Regions from separate parts of the Sminthopsis crassicaudata genome. Here region 2 is linked to region 1. The links are chromatin contacts, called in public Hi-C maps. All regions are on one chromosome and are shown on one strand. Each heading gives the region's core, a stretch centred on a gene start, on an enhancer-like site or on the middle of the called end of the contact. The rest is flanking DNA. Distances are from core to core; before and after follow the strand shown. Region 1 holds the start of LRRC74B (leucine rich repeat containing 74B). Region 2 holds the start of CCDC188 (coiled-coil domain containing 188).

Evidence for each region. A called contact is a pair of places that touch in the nucleus more often than the background predicts.
Region 2: a contact with region 1 is called in a Hi-C map of fibroblasts, with 7 times the contacts expected there. The contact joins the promoter of CCDC188 here to the promoter of LRRC74B in region 1.

What each region holds. Positions count from the first base shown.
Region 1 is chr1:9,425,274-9,431,886 of ASM4859323v1, reverse strand. LRRC74B (leucine rich repeat containing 74B) reads left to right here and starts at 2,203. Exons shown (of 10, transcript XM_074292468.1): 1 at 2,203-2,424; 2 at 2,925-3,072. The coding sequence starts at 2,215.
Region 2 is chr1:10,064,876-10,071,482 of ASM4859323v1, reverse strand. CCDC188 (coiled-coil domain containing 188) reads right to left here and starts at 2,370. Exons shown (of 13, transcript XM_074292534.1): 1 at 2,284-2,370; 2 at 2,101-2,143. The coding sequence starts at 2,138.

The DNA.
Region 1 (6,613 bases), core at 954-3,453:
AAAGAAGCCCCCCTCCCTTCATCGCGTGCGAGCTGAAAGATGGCAGGATCTGGATTCCGCTCCTGCGTCAGGTGCATGGCAGGGGTGTGATGGCGGAGGAATGGACCATCATACTGTGTTTAAAACCAGGCCCCATGGCAAGAACCTATTTACAGACACTTGCAGGAAGCTTCTGGGGGCCCCCAGAGCACCGGGGATCAGGCAGGCCCAGCCACGGACATGGCAGCTATCGGGGCTGGCGAGGGGCGGTGAACCCCAGTGTCTGAAGTGCCGTCCCAAGCCCCTCTGCCAAGTCAGGCCAGGCTGTTGGGTTGAAATGATGGCCGCGGCCTCTAGAACAAGCTCATTGGAGGGGGAGGCTCTTCTTCCTCCCATCTCCGTCCACACTTTACCCGGTGGAATCCAAAGTTCCCATAGTAACCATGGACCAGTCATTTTAACTCTTCCAGTCTTTGCTACCGCCCCCTGCAGTGATAACTATAACAATTCTTATTAGCGGCATTTCTCTGGGCCATAAAATCTGCAGTGTATTTTACAATTATCTCATTGGATCCCCTGAGAGCATGGTGCTCCATTTTCCAGATGAGGGAACTGAGGCAGACAGCAGGAGACCAAGTCTCAACTCAAGCCTTCCTGACTCTAGGCCAGAGCTGCCTCTGAGCACATTCACGGCACTGACCCACGGGGCTGTCCTGAGCAAAGCACTTGGCAAACATTAAAGGCCCATAAAACCAGGGACTGTTGGCGTTATTACTTTGTTATCATGGCCACGGGTTCTTGAGTTTATGTCCAGGCCCTCAGTTTCCACATCTGTGAAACAGACTGGAGTCTTTTCTAAGACAAATCCCGCTGGGATTGTGGGGTCTCTGCCTTCAGCCTCAAATTCACCTGTAGTGACCCTGATGACGGACTGATCCACAGTGTTCTGGGCCGGCTCCGGCGTGAAATCGTGCGAGGAAACGTTAACGCCTTGCACTGGGTCAGGAAACCGGCTCCGGCTGCACTGAGACCCAGGGGGGCAGCTTGGGCTTCAGGGACAGTGAGCCACCCGCTCGCCGAGGGTCCCCACCAGTTAACTCCAGCTTAGCCTCCGTTTGTGCAGCCTCCGTGAATGAAGAGCGGCTCCCGCTCAGAGCACCTCTGGGCGGTTCTGTCCTTGCAGGAGGGGGCACACTGAGAGGGGCCAGGAGGAGAGGACGGAGACGGGCGGGGGCGAGACCAGGCCCAGTCAGGCTCGTCCTTCCCGGCGGCTCAGTGAGCCCAAGCAATCCCAGAGTCCGGGAGAAACTGCCCGGCTTCCAGAACAACTTGGGAGAGGAATACAAGTCCCGCGCTCCCTCTCTTGTTTTACTCTCTCCCGTGGTTTTGTTCGGATTTTTCTCTCCCAACATGATTCATACAGCAAGGTGCATTTTTAAAATTTAATTTAAAAAAGGCCAGGCTGCGGGAGGACTGGATAGAGGCTCCTGAAGAGCCGGTGAGCGGGGAGGGCCCAGCAGTCGGCCCGGGTGGTGCCGGGAGGAGACAGGAGGATGGAGCTCTGGCCACGCAAGTGGGGGGGGCTGTGGGGGCTCTGGACCAGCGGGGGGGGGGGGGGCAGCACACAGGGAAGGGGGAGGAGGAAGGGTTAGCTTGCTTCTGCTGGGCCCCAGGGGACAGAATGAGGGGGGAGGGTAGTTTGCAAAGCATCTGTCTTAGGCTAGATGCCCGAGCTTTATCGTGAAAAGAGCTGCCTCAGTAGGTAGTGAGCTCCCCGTCCCTGCAGACATTCGGGCAGAGTTCTGGGCTCCTCTGCCCGGCGGGTAGTGAGGTCCCCGTCCCTGCAGACATTCCGGCAGAGTTCTGGGCTCCTCTGCCCGGCGGGTAGTGAGCTCCCCGTCCCTGCAGACATTCCGGCAGAGTTCTGGGCTCCTCTGCCCGGCGGGTAGTGAGCTCCCCGTCCCTGCAGACATTCCGGCAGAGTTCTGGGCTCCTCTGCCCGGCGGGTGGCGAGCGCCCTATGGTCCTGACGCTCCCACTCCATCTCCCTCCACGTCCGGCAGGACTAGGGAGCAGCTTCCAGCACTTCTCCCCATCCCCAGCCCACCCGGGCTGCTGTTGGCAGTTCCCATGGCAACGCAGGACGCGCGGGCCTTTATTGGCTGTCGGGGACGCCCGTCAGCTCGCTCTCTGCCCGGATTGGTCCTCCAGGCCGCAGCCCCGGCCTCAGCCCGCATGCGGCCCCGCCTCCAGCCACTCGCCCCGCAGCCCGGGACCATGAGCGGCCGGGGGCTCGGCCACGGAATGCCGCTGCTGGAGGCCTTGGCTCAGCGGAAGCCGGGCCCGTGGGGGGACCCCTCGGGCGGCGGAGTGTCCAAGCGTCGGGGGCCGTGGGGCCTGGCCGCCGCCCCCGCGCGGTCCCCCCAAACTGCACGTGGAGAGGAGGTACAGGAGGAGAAAGCGGCCGGGGGCCCCCGCATTCAGAACGGGGAGAAGGCGCAGTTGGAAGTGGAGCTAAAGGTCAAGGTTGGACGGCTGGGGAAACTGAGTCCGGACGGACGAGTCCCCCGATTGCCCCCACAGCCCGGGCGGAGCTTTAAGGGCCTCCTTTTGACTGGCGTAGAGGCCCCTGAGGCCGGGACAGAGGAAGGAAGGTGGCTCCAGGCGGGCGGGGGGTGAGGAGGGACTGAGGAGGGGGGAGGGAGCCCAAGAGGCGCCCCGAGATCTCCGCCTGCCCCAGGGGCCGCTGGGTCTGGAGAGCGACAAAGCCCCGGAGGCAGATGGGCTCAGGGAACGGCGGCTCTTCCGCTTGGCAGAGAGGGAAACTGAGGCCAGCGTCCGCGCTTTGGTTTCCTGGCCAGCAGTGGCAGCCCTCGCCCCGGGTTTCCCTGACTAGAGAGAGTACAAGGGGCGCCCGGGCCGACCCCTCGCTCTCCCTTTTCCAGACAGGGCCCGAGCATGGCTCCGGAACCCACTTGCCTCTGAAGTACTTCCTGCTGCAGGGGAAGGAGGAGGACACCGGTGAGCCCGGGGGTGGCCAGGAGGAAGCTAATGAGTCAGAAAGCGAGGGAGACTCTGACCTGGAGAGGGAAGGTAACAAAGGCCGCGCCCCCCCATCCGGGCCGGGAGGTTCCCCACGTGCCCCCTCCCCAAACCTCCAGCGGCCCCACACTGGGGCCTTCTCTGAGCTCACAGCAAGACCCACACTGGCTCCATCCAGAAGCAATATAGAGAACATATACACTTGATATACTTAATATAAATAACATGGTATATATTATAGTTACATAAATAATTATACATAAATAAAAATACATAACACAAACTAATATAGTGATATAACATCATATTGTTAAGTATTTTATAATATAGTCTTTTTCTTTTTCTTTTTCTGAGGCTGGGGTTAAGTGACTTGCCCAGGGTCACACAGCCAGGAAGGGTTAAGTCCCTGAGATCAGATTTGAAGTCAGGTCCTCCTGAATTCAAGGCTAGTGCTCTATCCACTGCGCCCCCTAGCTGCCCCCAATATAGTCTTAATAGCATGTTATACCTACATAAAACATAATAAACAATATTTTATATGACACATATAATATGTACTGAAGGAGCATAAATGTAAAATACATAACCACTGTGGACTGTCACTTCTCACTCGGAAGGATGTTTCGTCATCAATCTTCCGAAATCTTTGAAATCGGAGTCGGTGAGTCCCCGTCAGACTTCCTCTTTCTCTCCAAACTGTTTCACTTTACTAGATTGCTGTTATTTACATTGTTCTCCCCGTTCTTCTCTTTTCCCTCTGCACCTGTTCATGCAAGTCTGCCCAGTTGTCTCAGAAACCATCATTTCATGCAGCGTGATAATCTTTCATCATATTCCCATACCACAACTTGTTCTGTCTGTTCCCCAATGGATGGGCACCCCCTCAGACTCCCATTCTTTGCCACCTCAGAGAGCTATAAATATTTTTGTTTATCCTTAGAGTTTATGTTGATTACAAATAATTTCCCCCTTAATCTTCCCTCTTTCTATTTGGCAAAGAGACTGAAGTGTTTACCATTTCCTTCTCCAGCTCATTTTACAGAAGAGGAAACTGAGGCAAACAGGAAGTGACTTGCTCAGAGTCACACAGCTTGTAAATGTCTGAGGCAGGATTTGAACTCAGATCTTTCTGACTCCAGACCCAGCTCTCTATCCACTGCACATACCTGCTCATTTCCCTGTTGAGAGAATCCAACTATATATAGTACATGTATGTGACTTCTTCCCTTCTTTGTCTTGCTTGGATGAGAGAGGGTTTAAGTGCCAATCATCCATAACCTTCCTCTGTTTGTATAGACTTCTGCCTGAGCACCTCGTTACGTGAGATAATATTCCCTACCTCCCCCCTCAATATAATTTTTTCTTAAGATCACCAAGTCATATCAGAACAATCCCAGGCTTTGTCTAATCAGATTCACTCTGTGGTCCCTGATGATGATAGGGTTCTGAGGAACACAAGATCACCTCTCCATTATAAGTAGTTTATACTTGTTTATTTAATCATTATTCTTCATTCATATTTACCTCTTTATGTTTCTCTTAACTGCTATGTTTGCCCTTCAAAGTTTCAGTACAGCTCTGGTCTTTTCGTCAGGATTGCTTAGAAGTGCTCTAATTTCCTTAAAGGGCCATCCCCACTCCCCTGCCTTCAGTAGGATTCTATTCAGTTTTGCTGGATAAATTAGCAGAACTTGGCAGTAAGCCTGTATCCTTTGTGTATCCTTTGTTTTCTAGTATTCTTCCCTCAAAAGCCAGGAGAGACTGAGTCAGTCTCTAAAAACTGGAGTTTGGCTATAATATTCCTGCTAGTTTTCATTTTGGAGTATCAGGAGATGGCCGTTTGTCCTCTGTTTCTAAAAGATGGACAATTTTTTAAAGATTTACTGAAATATAATGTTTAAGCTTATTTTTGGTCATGGCTTTCAAATAGCCTAATGATTCTTATCTTTATTTATTTATTTGTTTGTTTGTTTATTTTGCTGAGGCAATTGGGGTTAAGTGACTTGCCCAGGATCACACAGCCAGGAAGTGTTAAATGTCTGAGGTCAGATTTGAACTCCAGTCCTCCTGATTTCAGGGCTGGTGCTCTATTCACTGTGACACCTAGCTGCCCCTCTTATTTTATTTATAAATAATTGTATTTTATTTTTCCAAATACATGTTAAGATAGCTTTCAACATTCATTTTTTATAAGACTTCTCCCCAAGACAGCAAGCAATCTGATATAGGTAAAAATAATGTACATGCCTTCCTCTGTTTGTATAGACTTCTACCAGACCATCTCGTTACGTGAGATACATACTTTCATATTTGTCATGCTATGCAAGAAAAAAAATCAGATCAAAGTGGGAAAAAACATGAGAAACAAAGAAAAAGGTGAAATACTACACTTCAATCCACATTCAATCTCCATAGTTCTGTCTCTGGATGTGGATGGTATTTTCCATCCCAAGTCTATTGGAATTGCCTTGAACCACTGCATTGTTAAGAGCCAAGTGGATCACAGTTGATCATCACATAATCATCTTGTTACTGTGTACTATAAAGTCCTCACTAGCTCTCTTTTGCAACATCTTTTGTTGACAGTCACCTCTGCAGCATCTCAGTCCATTTCACTTTTACATTTTTTTATTTCACCTCTTGTCCATTTCACTTTTGCAACATCTCTTGTTGACAGTCAGCTCTGCAGCATCTTTTGTCCATTTCACTTTTGCAATATCCTTTGTTGACATCTCTTGTCCATTTCACTTCTGCAACATCTCTCCCTGATTTCACTTTTTGTCCATTTCACTTTTGCAACATTTCTTGATTTCATCTCTTGTCCATTTCACTTTTGCAACATCTTTTGTTAACAATCACCTCTGCATCATCTCTCCAATGTGCCCCTTTCTCTTGTCTGACAACACTAATGCCCTAGAGCAGACCCTCTGGACTACTGCAGTAGCTATTGGGAGGACGCAGATGCTTCTCTCCAGTCTTTCCCTACTTTGGTCCATTCTTCATTTAGCCACTAGTAATTTTCCTACAGCTCTTAACCACGTCACCCCTACGAAGTAAACCCCAGTGGTTCCCTGTTGCCTCTAGGAGCTAACTATTTGGCTTTCTGCAACCTGCCCTCTTCTACCTTTCCAAGCTTCTTACTTCCCTCCACATGCTCTTTGATCCATGGGCCAATATTGGCCACCTTGGTGCTCCTCAAACAAGATATTCCATCTCTTGGCTTTTGCCTGTGAACTTGTGTGACTCATTCCTGCAGCACTCTCCCACTTCACCACTGCCTCTTGCTTCCAGATCAAATCCCACCTTCTGCAAGAGACCTTTCTCAGTCCCACCCTAACTGCTATGGCCTTTCCCCCAACAAGTACCTTCCATCTGTAGGTACTGTGTGTGGACCTGGTTATTTACATGCTGTCTTCCCTCATCATACTGTGGTAAGCTCCTTGAGAGCAGGGCCTGGTTTTTGCATTTTGCTATCTTCAAAGACATGGGGTAGAACATGTCCAGAGAGTCAGGAGTTCAGTCTGAGGAAGAACAAAGACATGGCTGACCAGGGTCTGGCAAGAACCAGCCAATGAGAGAGAGGGACCCCAGG
Region 2 (6,607 bases), core at 1,121-3,620, 640 kb before region 1:
ATTCATAAGACCAAGGCTGAGTGTTCTAGGCTAGAAAGGTCAGGGAACTGGCCTCTGATATCCTTGGGCTAGTGAGCAGGTGAGCCAGAGGGGAAAACCTGGGACAGGCTCTTCTGGAGCCTTCATTATTGGGCTGAGAAAGATCTGGGATTGGAATTCCCAGGAGCTTAAGTCTCCATAAAAGATCTGGAGTCTGTCTCCTCTCTCTCTCTTTCAGGACTAGTCCCCATCCCTCAGATCCACTACCTTCTTCCCTTGCCTGACCTGTCCCTCCCTTTCTCAATCTTTTCTACTCTTTGCTTCTCCCAGAGCCCCAGTTTTTGCCCTTCATATCTGTTCTCTCTTCCCCCCCCCTTTTTACCTCTTTGCCTCCATCTGTGGTTTTCTTTCTTCACTTATCTCTACCTGTTTTTTTTTTAATCTCTATCTTGGTACTACTTCCCTGACTGTTTCTACCTGCTCTCAACTCTATGTCTAAATCTCCGTACTCTGTATTTCTGTTATCTTCCTTCTTCCCTTTCTCTGTCTCTTTGTCACTGTCTTTGTCTCTCTCTGAATTTCTATCTGCTCTCTCTCCCTTTCTGTCTCTGTAACTAGAATCTCACAAGTTGTGGTTGTTTTTTTAAATACTCCATCCTTGAGGTGTGTGTGTGTGTGTGTGTGTGTGTGTGTGTGTGTGCTCGTGCACCTGACCTTGAGCTTCAGCCTAGATCTCCACAGTTTTAATGGCCTAAACTAGCCCCAAATGGCTTCCCTTAAATGTTCCTGAGACAAGGAAAGATAGAATCTTTGAACTAACAGCTAGAACTCTTTGTAAACAGATCTAAGTTGCAATGGCCCATAAAGATTATACTGTTCAATCCCTGCTGTTTTCCAAGGACTGGGAAACTGAGGTAAAGACTATGTATAGTACAACTCCCTACAGTATAAGGAAACTAGTCCAAGGTTATAGACTAGCAAGTAAAAGAATTGAATTTGAACACAGGCCTTTCAATTTTTAAAAAAATTAATTAACTTAATATTTCCCCCAGTTAACATTTAATTTTTTTACATTGGATTTTAAAACTTTTGAGTTTTAGATTCCATCCCTTATCCCACCCCCAGAGCCCATTAAAAACCACATGTGAAGTTATGTAAAACATTTTCATGTGAAAGAAAACAGATTTCCCACCCTAAAATAAACAACTCTCAAGAAAAATAAAAGAGAAAGGGAAGGAAACAGAGAGATAAAAAGAGAAATACATACAAAGAAATAAGAGAAACAGAGACACAGAAGAGATGGAAACGGAGACAGAGATAGACACAAAGACAAATACACACATACACACACACACCCTGAAAGATATAGACAGAGACAAAAAGAGACAGAGGCAAGAGAGAAATAGAGACAGAGAGACACAAAAAGAGAGAGAAATACACACACAGAAAGGGAGGGAGAGAGAGAAAGAGAGAGACACACAGAGACACAGAGAGAAAGAGAGAGAGAGAGAGAGAGAGAGAGAGAGAGAGAGAGAGAGAGAGAGAGAGAGAGAGAGAGAGAGGAGAGAGAAGAGAGAGAGAGAGAAAGAGAGAGAGAGATAGTGTGTGTGTGTGTGTGTGTGTGTGTGTGTGTGAGAGAGAGAGAGAGAGAGAGAGAGAGAGAGAGAGAGAGAGAGAGAGAGAGAGAGAGAGAGAGAGGAGAGAGAAGAGAGAGAGAGAGAAAGAGACAGAGACAGAGACAGAGAGAGACAGAGACAGAGAGAGCACTTCAATCTGTGTTCAGACACAATCAGCATGAGTCCGGATAGGATTTTTCACCACATATTCCTTCAGAGTAGCCATGACTCATTGTGCTGCTGGAACTCAGGCCTTTCGGACTACAAACAGAGTGCTTTTCCCTCACTCTCAGCTGGCTAAACATGACCTGAGGGGGACTGGCCTTTAGCTGGTCACTTCCTGCACCAAGCTGATGAGCAAGTTGAAGGTCTCCCTCTGTCTCTCTCCCCACTCACTCTGCCTATGAGTGAGTCCATGGTCTGGGTCCAGGTCCCCCTGAGTACTTGCTCCCCCCTGCCTAGGCCCGGGGATGGGGAGGTGGAGTCAGTGACTTAGTTTACTCACAATTCCCCATGTGGGTTAGTCCAGGAATCATCCATCATGGATCCTGCTGGGAGAGAGACAGAAGTGGGGCCTGAGAAGAGGGCTTCCAGCCCAGGGAGGGCTCAGTTTCCCCACTTTTCAGCCTCGATGCCCCAGTTTCTAGTGTTCCCCGCTCCCTTTCCCAGCGGGGCTTTGATGTCTGACCTCAGTCCTCCCCTCCTCTATAGACAATGCAGTCCAGCCCCACCTGCGGGCCGTCCACAGTCCATAGCTTGTCATAAAGGACTCTGGAGGCAGGGGCGGAGCCTAGGAAGGCTGCTGGAGGAGGGGAGTCACAATAGGCCCAGAGAACTGAGCAGGGGAGTCCAGCTCAGACCTTCTCTCAGTGTCTTCTCCCAGGTCTGCAGCCAACAATTCCACTGCTTAACCCCTTCTCTGGGACTTTAAAGCAATAGCATCTCCTAAGTTTCTAAAACCAACCTATCAGTCAGTCAGTCAGTCAGTCAACAAGCATCCGTAACCGCCTACTGTGTCCCAGCCATTGCCAAACCCTGGGATAGGCAGGAAAGGCAGAGGACGGTCCCCACTCTCATACAGCAAAGATAAGCATACAACAGCATACAAAAAAGCAGGTTCCTATGTGCACAATGAACACGCTAAGTTAGGGGCAGTCAACAGAGCGAAGCTCCTAGAATTAAGAGCTTTCCTGTGGAAAGTAGGGTTTCCATTGAGACTGGAAGGAAAAAGGAGGCAGCGAGGAGACTGTTCTGGGCATGGGGGACCCAAGCAGAGAAAAGGCCCAGAGTTGGAACATTGCTTTTGTTCGTGGGATGGCCGGGAGGTCAGCGAAGAGTCCACAGTGGGGAGTAAGGGGCGAGAAGGCTGGAAAAATAGGAAAGGGCTGGTTTCTGAAGAGCCTTGAATGACAAACAGAGCACTTTGGATTGGCTCCCGGAGGCGACAGGGAGCCACTGGAGTGTATCCAGTAGGGGATGAAATGATTGGACTTCCTCTTTAGGAAAATGACTGAATGGAGGTGGGCTGGAGGCTGAGGCGGGCAGAACCCCAGCGGCCACTGCAGTAGTGCAGCCATGGGATAAGGGCCTTCACAGGCTGGGGATGGAGTCAGAGGGGAGAACGGGGCGGATTCACGAGCTGGGCCCAAGGAGACATCGGGAGACTTCGGCAATGTGGGATTTGGGATATGGGGGTGAAGGTGAGAGATGGTGAGGAATCTGGGGGACTCTTAGGGGGCAAGTTTGAGGGATGGGGATATTTGTGTGTCCCCTACAGGGAGAAGGAAGGCAGGGAGTGAGGCAGGCTAAGGGGCAAAGAGAATGAGCTCTGTTTTGGAGCCATTGGATGCCAACTGGTCATCCATCGGGATGCCTAATGAGCATCTGGAGACTGGATGTTAGCAAAGACTGGGGCTGGACAAGCAGATCTCACTAGGGGTGAACGGGAGCTCAGAAGCTGAGTCCAAGCTTCCTTCCTTTTTACATAGGGGGAAACTGAGTCCCAGAGAAGAAAAATGACTTGTCCAAATTCACTCAGGTGATGAGAATCTCTAAATGTTTATTTCATTTCTTCTCCTCTACCCAGAGGAGACAGCTAGGCAGAGGATGGACAGGCACTGGGCCTCAAGTCAAGAAGATCTGAATTCAAATATGGCTTCAAACACTAGCTGTGTGACCCTGGGCAAGTCATATCACCTCTGCCTGACTCAGTTTCCTTAACTATAAAATTCTATAACTATAGACAATAATATATCTACCTTCCAGGATTCTTAGTACAGTGCTTGTCATTTCCTTTCCTTACCTTTCCTTCCTCTCTTCTTTCTTTCTTCCTTTGTTCCTTCCTCCTTCCCTCTCTCCCTCCCTCCTTTCTTTTTTCTTTCTTTCTTTCTCTCTCTTTCTTTCTTTCTTTCTTTCTTTCTCTCTTTCTTTCTCTCTCTTTCTTTCTTTCTTTCTTTCTTTCTTTCTTTCTTTCTTTCTTTCTTTCTTTCTTTCTTTCTTTCTTTCTTTCTTCCTTCCTTTCTTTCTCTCTTCCTTTCTCTCTTTCTTTCTTTCTTTCTTCCTTCCTTTCTTTCTCTCTTCCTTTCTCTCTTTCTTTCTTTTCTTTCTTTCTTTCTTTTTTTTCTTTCTTTCTCCTCCCTCCCTCCCTCCCTCCCTCCCTCCCTCCTTCCTTCCTTCCTTCCTTCCTTCCTTCCTTCCTTCCTTCCTTCCTTCCTTCCTTCCTTCCTTCCTTCCTTCCTTCCTTCCTTCCTTCCTTCCTTCCTTCCTTCCTTCCTTCCTTCTCCCCTCCCTCCCTTTTTTCCTACCTTGATAGTTCTGTTCCCCATAAGTGTGTGGATCTCTTGAGGACAGGGACTTGTTTTTTGCCTTCCTTTGTATTCTCGTGTTTAGCACAGTATCTGGAAGATATTAAGCCCTTGAAAAATCTTGTTAGATTTTGTATATGAGGAAACTGAGGCTCAAGGGATTTATTTAGGCCACACGCTTGAGACAAGTCCTGATTACAGAACTAGGGCTCTCCCTGTCACATATTCAGTTGACTCAGTTGCTTAGCGTCTGCTGATAAAGTCCTCAAGAAAACCCTGGTTTCCTACCCCCTTCCTACCCCTTTGGGCATTCGGTGAGCCATAGCGGAAGGTCTCTTCTGTAAGTAGGCGTGGTATGAAAGATGCCTTCAGCTGGGAGAAATCAGGATGAGACTCAAGGGACACTGGAGCCAGTTCCAAGCAGCTCGCAAAAGGCGATTGTCAAATTTTCAGTGGGAGAACTTCCAAGTTGGAAATTAGAAAACGCTAGAAATCAGAGCTTAATGTATGATTGTCTAGCCTTAAGAAAGTGATGGAGAAAATGTTAACAGTAAAAATTAAACTTAAAAATCAGTTGAGTACACATTTTCCTCCCCTGGGGAGCAAATTGTAAAACATTTACAAGCACACCATGGGTCCATCCTGGGAGGACCACATTCTGGAGGGGTGGATAGTGGTGAAAGCAGAGACCCCAGGCTGCAGCTAGAAGATCAGTTGAGAGAAAGGTAAAAAATATCTGGGAAGCACTAAGGGAGAGCAGCAACCAGGACTGCAAACATTTTCAATACCCTTTAGATCAAGCACCTGGTCAAAGCTCCTTTGTTCTACCCTAGTTCTGCTTTGATTTTTGTGAATGGATTATTTTTTTAAATTATTATAGCTTTTTGTTGACCCTTGCAAAGCCTTCTGTTCCAACTTTTCCCCTCCATCCCCCCATCCTCTCCCCTATATGGCAGGTATTCTCATACATGTTAAATATGTTAAAGTATATGTTAAATCATATATATACATATATGTGTGTATATATATGTATATATATATATATATATATATACACAGTTATCTTGCTGCATAAGAAAAATTGGATCTAGAAAGAAAGTAAAAAAAAAAACCTGAGAAGGAAAACAAGAACGTAAATGGACAACAACAGAAAGAGTGGAAATGCTGTGTTGTGGTCCTTACTCAGTTCCCATAGTTCCTCTCTCTGGATGTAGATGGCTCTCTTTATCACTGAACAAGTGGAACTGGTTTGAATCATCTCATTGTTGAAGAGCCACGGCCATCAGAATTAATTGTCATATAATCTTGTTGTTTCTGTGTACAACGATCTCCTGACTCTGCTCACTTCCCTCAGCATCAGTTCCTGTGAGTCTCTCCAGGCCTCTCTGTATTCATCCTGCTGCTGGTTTCTTACAGAACAAGAATATTCCATAACATTCATACACCATGATTCATTCAGCCCTTCCCCAGCTGATGGGCATCCGTGAACGGATTCTTTTTGTTTTCAGGGGGCATTTTTGATTTCCTTGATTTGGGGGAACTCTTGGGGGGAGGAACCTCACGCGTGCCAGGCTCCCCCATTTAGAATCTTAGATCAGTGTCTGGTCGGCTCACCTTCACTCAGCCCAAAAGGAGTCAGAGATGGGGCTTGAACCCAGGCCCCTGATGAGCCAAGTCTAACCCTCATTTGGACCAGAAGATCCGAGATCTAGAGCTGGAAGGCACTGGTGACTCCATGTGGTCCAATTCTCTCATTTTGAAGATGAAGCCAGTCCAGGAAAGGGAGGGCACGTGACCGAGGTTATCAAGGTAACAAAGTGGGGATTTGAAGCCAGATCTCGGAGTCCTCTCTCCACTGGATCCTGCTGCCTCAGTGGTCCAGTCCCTGCTCCTTTTCACCAGCCTCCAGACCTCTTCCAGCTCCTCACTGTTCCTCCTAAAATGTGGATCCCAGATCAAGACGCATCTAGATCAAAGTGGAGAATTCTGTCAATGACCACAAGATGGCAGTGAGTCCTCAGGGAATTGAGCCACACTTTGGGACGGGTGAAGGTGAGGAGGACCTGGAAGTGGAGAGGAGGTTCAGGTCTTCTGCCCCCGAGGCTAACCCAGAGGCTGGAAGCAAACCTGGGATCCATAGAGAGGAAGGGATGGGAGGTAGTCATGAAGCTGCAAAGTTCTAGAGGTGGGGGGTTTGAACAGGCTGTA